2 separate regions of the Hordeum vulgare genome follow, and region 2 is linked to region 1. The links are chromatin contacts, called in public Hi-C maps. All regions are on one chromosome and are shown on one strand. The core of a region is the stretch at or near the end of the contact, and the rest is flanking DNA. Distances in the headings are between cores, read along the strand shown. Region 1 has its middle 98 kb from the start of LOC123396721. Region 2 has its middle 12 kb from the start of LOC123396728.

Region 1 (3,675 bases), core at 716-3,215:
ATTTTGGGGAGTTGTTTTTTCTTATTTTTCGCCTTATATATATTGAACATTTATTAATACAGCCCAAACTTTATTTAATGTAGGTTGAACTATTTTTTCATATACGATGCACATGTTATCTATATATATAGTGAACTCTTTCTAATGTACGGTAAACCATTTTCAAACATACAGTGGAGATATATTTATACAAGCATAAGGCCTGAGACCTAGTATGACGCCTAAGGCATAAGCGCCACACTATACTGTGTGACGCCTAAGGCACATGTGTCACACAGTGTAGTGTGGCGCCTGACTGTCGGGCGTCACACAAAAGGGTTAGCTGAATATTTTTTTTTTAAATAGTTCAGTTCGTGAAATCCTTTGAATTCTGGATCAAATTTGTGAATTTTGCCTCGAAAAGGAGGTCTAGAAAGAGAGGGCGTACAACTGCGAAAGCACGGGCGGTACAACAAGAACTCCTCGTAGGCCCTCCATTTCTACGGCTACAGCCCGACAATGCAGAGAGCATGCTACAGCCATCATCACCTATTATTCACTAATTGACCTGTCACTCGGTGTCTCTTGAACAGCCTACACGATCACGTCCAATGTGCGACCTGTGGCTATTATTCGGCAGCGAGAAGCCAAATTCCTGGAAGGACGTACGATGCCATCATAATAGAGAGGCAGCAGCTTACTTTACGAAACAATCAAGCACGAACGCGTAGAAACGACTGTACCGAGGATAAAAGTACGAAGCATGCATCGTAAAGCATATGAAAAAAAAATCTGCATGATAATATGTTGGGATGCAGAAAGAGTGCAGCTCACTTGAGTCGCGTCATAGTTGACGCAGCCTTGCTGGAGCGATTTCTGAGAGGAGATCCCGCGCGATCGACGAGGATCACTCCGCATTAACAATGACAGGACACTCTCCTGTCCCGTCTTATCAAAACTGCACCCCGATTAACTCTCTCGGAAGCGTCCAAATTTGAGTCATTAGCAGCACTTCCACGATATGGTGTAGTCAATTAGTCATCGGCTAGCGTACAATTGACAAAAGCAGCAACAAGCAGAAAACCTGCATTGAAGCAAGAGATGATAGCCACCACAGCACTCTGAAGTCTGAGTCCAGAGGAGCCCGGGACCGAGGACGTACGGGCAAGTTTTTCAACGGGAAGCAGAGTTGTTTACGAGATGACGGGATCAATAATGCACGGGGTTGGGTGGCTCCTGGCCTGCTCCAAGATCACTGGCAGGAACCTGAATATATTTGGATCCAGGAGATCGTCTTCGAAATTCAAATCGGGTCGACGGGACGGGGTGACGAAGGGCCAAGCAGGCCGAGTGAGATGCTGAAAACTACAAGCGATCTGCTATAACAATGCGCTTCGATTCTCTCAAGATACGGGCACGTACGTACCTACCTAGGTCAACACTCCATGCACACAGTATATGCTTAGGATAGATCGGGATAATAATCTAGTGGGCGCGTACGTCGTCCAACTTATGAGCAGCCACAAGGGGCAAGTGAAGTTGGCGCGCAGCGTTACAGTGTTGAGAGAGCCAGGGCTGGCTCCCCGGGATGTCCTGGGAACAGTACACAGCAACCAATAATCTACCTACAGATAGCAAGAGATCGATCGACGTACGTACGTGTGGCACTGGCACTGCCAGCCAGCGGTGGTTGGTCGACGCACGTACGCAGGCATGCGCATGCAGCGGGCGTGGGAGCGGAGGCGGGGGCGGGCACGGGTGCAGCCGGGGAGCGGGCGACAGACACGGCCCCCGGGTCAAATCGCCCGGTGCTCCTCTCCCCCAGGGCACGACACGGCCGAGCTGTCCCCTCCGGGAAACAGTGCCGCGCGCCGTGCTGCTAATCAGCCAGCTAGCTGACATTAACTCCAAACCGACGGGCCGGTCCCTGCTTAGCTAGCTAGCCAGGCCTTAAGCAACCAACCGCCCCTGTGTGTGTATGTAGCGTAACCACCGCCACTGGCACTGGCGCGTCGTGTCACGCATGGTCCCTCGCATGCACCGTCCACTGACCACTGGTGCGTACCTTGGCTGGCTCCGTCGACCGGTCGCCTCGCCGGTTGGTGGCTGGCCGGCCGGGCGCTCGGCAGGGAAGGGAAGAGGGATAGATCCGCGCCGCGCTTGTAATTTGGCTACTAGTTAATCACAGGCTTGCCTCTGGGCCTGACACGGGAGGACGGACGGACGTCCTGGCTCGCGCGTGGGGGACGCAGTGGAAGTGGCCTGCCCCCCTGCGGCGCGGTCGGCGTGGCGGATGCCGACACGTAAGTCTAGAGCCCGAGCCGCACCGGACCGCTCGTGCGGGCCTGTCGCATTGATGCCATCACACCGCCGGGCTCACCCATCATTGGCGTCGTGCGACAACCTTTACGTTACACCACACCGGGGGTGGTTAATTACTCACTGCGTAGTCTAGCTAGTACCACCAGCTCGATCGACCTGCTGAAAATGAAAATGCATGCTAGCTAGCTAGGCGACGACGTACGTACGTAGAGCTCGGGACGGTGCCATGGTGCATGCGTGTCTACGTATCGACCTTGCATTACAGCCACAGGTTAGGTTGTTGATCAACCACGACCAACCGACGAAGCTCGCAGGCCACCATGCATGCATGGCAAATGGCATGGCAACAGGGGGGGCGGGCGCGCATGTGTTAGACGCTGCGTCACTCTCGTAATCCGCTGGGGGCGGGCTTTGCGCGCGGGCGAGCGGGGGAGAGCAGGAGCCGGACCCCCACGTACTAGGCCAGGCCACTACACGATCTTTTTCGTGCATGTGCATGCGGATCCCCCACTCCAGGCGGATGGATCACCGGGCGATCGATCGAATCAAGCGCCCGTGCATGGCCTTTATCATCGATCCCAGCGACCGACCGCCCATCCGCCGGTCGGTACGTCGCGCGCCCGCTGCCGCCGCGCCTGTCGCCGCGCCATTGGCCGCGCCGGTACGTCCGGCCGTTCGTCCATGCACGCATGACGCATGCATGCCATGGTCCTGCTCCCGCATGCGCATGCGCGCGTGCCGCTCCGTAGCGTCGTTGAGCTGTTCTGCTCCGTTCGGTTAGCCCAGGCCAGGACGACGCCGCCCGTAGCTGGCGGCCACCAATCTAGTCTAGCTGGTCGCGCACCGCGCGCGGGCCGGGGAGCTCGGTCGAGCTGGCCGGTCCATCCATGCATGCGCCACCCACGGGAGGGCGCGTGCACTGGCTAATGGTGGCGAGCGAGCGCCGATAGACGGACGGATGGGCGGCATTGCTTGCTTGCTACTTGCTACTCCTAGTTGCTAGCTCGCTCGCTCGATCCAGACAGAGACGGCCTGGCTAACTCCAGAACACGCGCACGAGCACTTTGCATGCATGTGTGCATCGGCATCACTGAACTGGCTGCCAGCTTAGCGCGCGCTAACCACACATATTCGTTGTACTATACGCGAACTCCAGCTCCTAGTAACATGCATCATGCCGTGCACCGAACCGGCACGTTTTTTTAAGCAACGAGCCTCCTCGTCGACTTCCATTAAAAAAAGTCAGCATCAAGTACCACGAAACCAGACTGAAGAAAAAGAAAGACACAAAACAAGGCCGAAGCCGAAAGTAAAAAAGGCTCATGACCCAACCACCGAGGGCCAAAAGATAAAAGTAGAGTATTTACCACGATA
Region 2 (3,675 bases), core at 880-3,379, 180 kb after region 1:
ACGGAGCTAGAACTATACCGTTTGCGATTGATGGATCTCACACAGTTAGGTCGAAGGGTCCTTGATTGATGTGTCATTTTAGGACCTTCCTACAGTAGTGCATGGTGAAGACGCCCGCCTGCACCATTGCCCGGCTGTGCGCCTCATTGCCGCCATGCCCTGCTATTCACCATGGAAGACGGCAGCATCACGCGCTTGCACCATGCTGCCAACACAATCGCAAACCCCGCGCCCACTCGCCTCGTGTCGCCGCCTGGATCTAGCGTCCCATGCCGCCACCCCCAAACAGGGAGGAGAGAAGGCCTCGCCGCCACCCAGGTTAGCCGGGCTTTGTGAGGCAGCCCGCACAGGCGGCGGCGAGAAGGAGTAGACGATGGAGGGGGATGGCCGGCGGAGGAACTAGGGTTCCCCCGGACACCCGCGGGGGTGGCACGGGAAGGAGAGAGGGGAAAGTTTTCGTGGCCCCATCTCTTGTTCCGCGCGAGTACTTGATTTTCTTGACCGTGGTTACGAACGACGGATTCGGCGACGTCGATGACCTCCTCTATAACATGATGCTCGGCTGCGAAGGCTTCTTCTTCCGTTGAGTCATATGTATTCTTAGCCCTTCTGTTTGGGTTTGTGTTTCGTCTAGACGTCTAGTAGCGGTAGCAATCGATGAGAATATGATGCTTCACCCTATTCTTCCCGATTGCAAGAATAATTTCAACAATCTGTTGCTTGATTCGATTATCATCTCTATTATATATGTTAATCATGTGTTTATGTACTGTTTTTTCTGGATCTAACTTAATGGCTCAATTATTCAACTATGTACGTAACACGCATGCACTATAATCAAGGTTCGTGGAACAGTAGGAGTGTATTTCTATCATCAAGGTTTGCAGGGGAAATGTCCCGCAAAATGAAAAAAAAAATATTTGCAGAGGAAATGGAGTACATTCCATAGGCGGCCAACCGCGAGCCGCCACAACGGCCTGCCCCAACAGGCTATCCGTGTGCCCCCATGGCGCTGACGCCGTAGGCCACGGGTAGCGAACTAGAGGCCATGTTTAAACCGGGCAATAACTGCAAAGGTTGCCAAAAGGCACAAGGCAGGGAGCATCAATGTCTGACGGGAATGATGAAGTTGATAGTGGCACATTTGCACCAGAAGGGCAATGCATGCATCTGTCCAAGCCAAGCTAGCTAGCCTCTCTTGCTGCCTGCTGCCTGCTGGCATGCATGTTCAAGTTCAGCCGGCCGGCCGGACTGGCCTCTTTTAACCGGACAGCGGCGCAGCGCAGGGCTTGGTGATAAGGAAATACATGGTGGCCGGTGCCCTCCCCTGCAGCTGCAGGGGCCTCGAAATCGAATGGCGCCCACAGAACATGGGGGTGGGGCGGATTGAATGCCCCCAACTCAAGGCCGAGCAGGACGAATTCGTAGGTCCAGGGCCGGGCACACATGGGCTGGACTGGAGATCCCTTGCCATCATCATCGCCATCCATCGCCTTGGTCTTTTCCTCCCCCTTCTCTCTCTCTCTCCCTCTCTCATCCATGGAGATCGTATCATTCCTTACGAGCTACGATCCGCATGCGCTCACAAGTACAGTACGTGCATATCTGCGCGCGTGCATGCATGTGCATCCATCTGTGACCAGGTTTTCCTCCTACTCATTCTCGTCAGGATATGTTGGTGCGCAGAAACTGAAGCTGGCATGTGTGTGTGAATGCGAGAAGATAGGATGTGTACGTACACACGGAGACTTGTAGCCAGGAACCGATTCTGGATAAGATCACAGGATCATGAACACTTGGCGCAGGGAGGAGACAGCTCGCCTCCCGGGAGCTTGGAAGGCCGGGCACTGGATTGGGATTATAGGGGGGGTTCATGCCCAAGTCCTGTAACTTTGCCACTTATTTTGTTACTCTCCCCACTGATTGATTGCCATTGTCCTCACAACCATGTGCTGCTTCTTTGGAAGCTAGTGTTCTTTTTTCAGCTATACCACATTCATTCCCAGTTTTTTTTTTTTGGCATCGAACCACATCCCCATTGTGACTGTGTGGGAGAGCTATATATCTTGTGATATGTACGGAGTAGTACTACATGTATTATAGCGACGGGCAAGCAGCTACTACAGCACACACTGGTCCATGTAGGCCGGAAGTTGATATCATATGCATGTTTGGTTGGTGGCATGCGATGCAAGAGAGAGAGAGAGCAAACTACCACTATTCCGATTTCAGCGCAACAGCAAACGTCGACACACATGTGTGCATGCATGCATGCATAGGCTTCCGGATAATCACCCCATCGTCATGTGTGCATGGACGGAACGGGATCTACCCCCTCGTGCCGTGTCGAGGCAGCCGCGACGACCGCGCCCTGTGCTGGTACAGAGCAAAGCTAGTAGGTGAGCCCTGGCTACGCTACGTACCTCATCTCTAGCCTAGCCATAGGTGGCGCCGGCCAATCACCAATGGTGTGGCCAAGACCAGAGACCCAATCCAGCCATACTGGGTGCGTGCTGCCGGGCGGTGCGTGGTTTTCCCGCTTTGGTCTTGTCATTTCAGACCCGGCAGCACGGACCTAACGCCGATCCGATCATTAAGGCCGTGAAAGTTTGGGGCGATTAATCATGGCACGGCCGTGCAGGTGCAGGTGCAGGACGATCCCACCGCTCGCGCCAACGTGCATGGCGCCATGCACTGTGTCTGTGACACACATGAAAGCAAAGGATCCCTGGCTACTGTGCGAGTACACCTGATTAGGGCTGGCCGTTCGGTTTATATGGTTAATACGGTTCGGTTTATTCGGTTCTATATAATTTCGGTTTTGGAAAAATAGAAACCGAAATAATCATTCAAAATTTAGAAACCGAACCATATTAACCATAATATATCGGTTCGGTTTGTTCGGTTAACCCAAAAACCAAAATTCATGCACTTGTTAGTATAAGTGTAATGACTCGAGAGCATTGATTTGGTTTGTATAATATGCAAAAGGATAATCACAAGTTCTAGCAACGTTAATATCATTCTATGGTTTATTCGGCCAAGCAAACTAGTAACCATAATTAAGTTAAAAAAGCACATGGAACGTGAAATGTATTATGTGCGGAGAAATGTGTGATGCCTCCATACTGTTGCACTTTCAGAAACAAGGTATTACATGGGGTATCCCTCATATCGGTTTGTTCTGTCTATTCGGTTTCCGGGCACCAAAAACCGAACAAAAACAAAACACCGAACAACCCTAAAATTTCCCACCAAACCAAAAATCAAACCACCAAATAAACCGAGAAATCAGTTAATACGGTTCGGTTCGGTTTGGTTTTTCGGTTTTCGGTTTTATAGTGCCCACCCCTACACCTGATACTAAAATATAGATTCATTCATTTTATTTTAGGCGTAATTTATATTAAAAAACTTAAAATAAAATATTTAAAAACGGAGGAAAGTAATACGCATGCATGCCAAGGGGGGAATAACCTTTTTTTTTGAGGCTATGAAAATAGCGTACTTGGTAGTGTGGTGGACTGTCTCATCAGACAATCAACATGTTCATGCATGTCCAGTATTGAGTCTTGGCGACCTAAAAGTTTGTTGGGCGACAGATGACATTGGTATATCAATCTTTTTTGGGATCGATTATACATAAATTGTCTGGAAAAAATAGTGTCTTTTCGT

Evidence for each region. Hi-C and Micro-C count contacts between places; a contact is called where the count stands out from the background.
Region 2: a Hi-C map of seedling shows a contact between it and region 1, with 2.1 times the contacts expected there. The contact joins two enhancer-like sites. A contact is called at or near these places in 2 of 6 Hi-C or Micro-C datasets (leaf and seedling).

The regions. Positions count from the first base shown.
Region 1 is chr5H:496,044,821-496,048,495 of MorexV3_pseudomolecules_assembly, forward strand. No RefSeq gene overlaps it. Among protein-coding and RNA genes, the nearest start is that of LOC123396721, 98 kb to the left of the region's middle. Within about 2 kb of position 1,966, at least 2 of the 3 cell types and tissues checked have open chromatin away from gene starts, as enhancers often do. A contact at or near this core is called in seedling, where this site is marked.
Region 2 is chr5H:496,223,527-496,227,201 of MorexV3_pseudomolecules_assembly, forward strand. No RefSeq gene overlaps it. Among protein-coding and RNA genes, the nearest start is that of LOC123396728, 12 kb to the left of the region's middle. Within about 2 kb of position 2,130, at least 3 of the 3 cell types and tissues checked have open chromatin away from gene starts, as enhancers often do. A contact at or near this core is called in seedling, where this site is marked.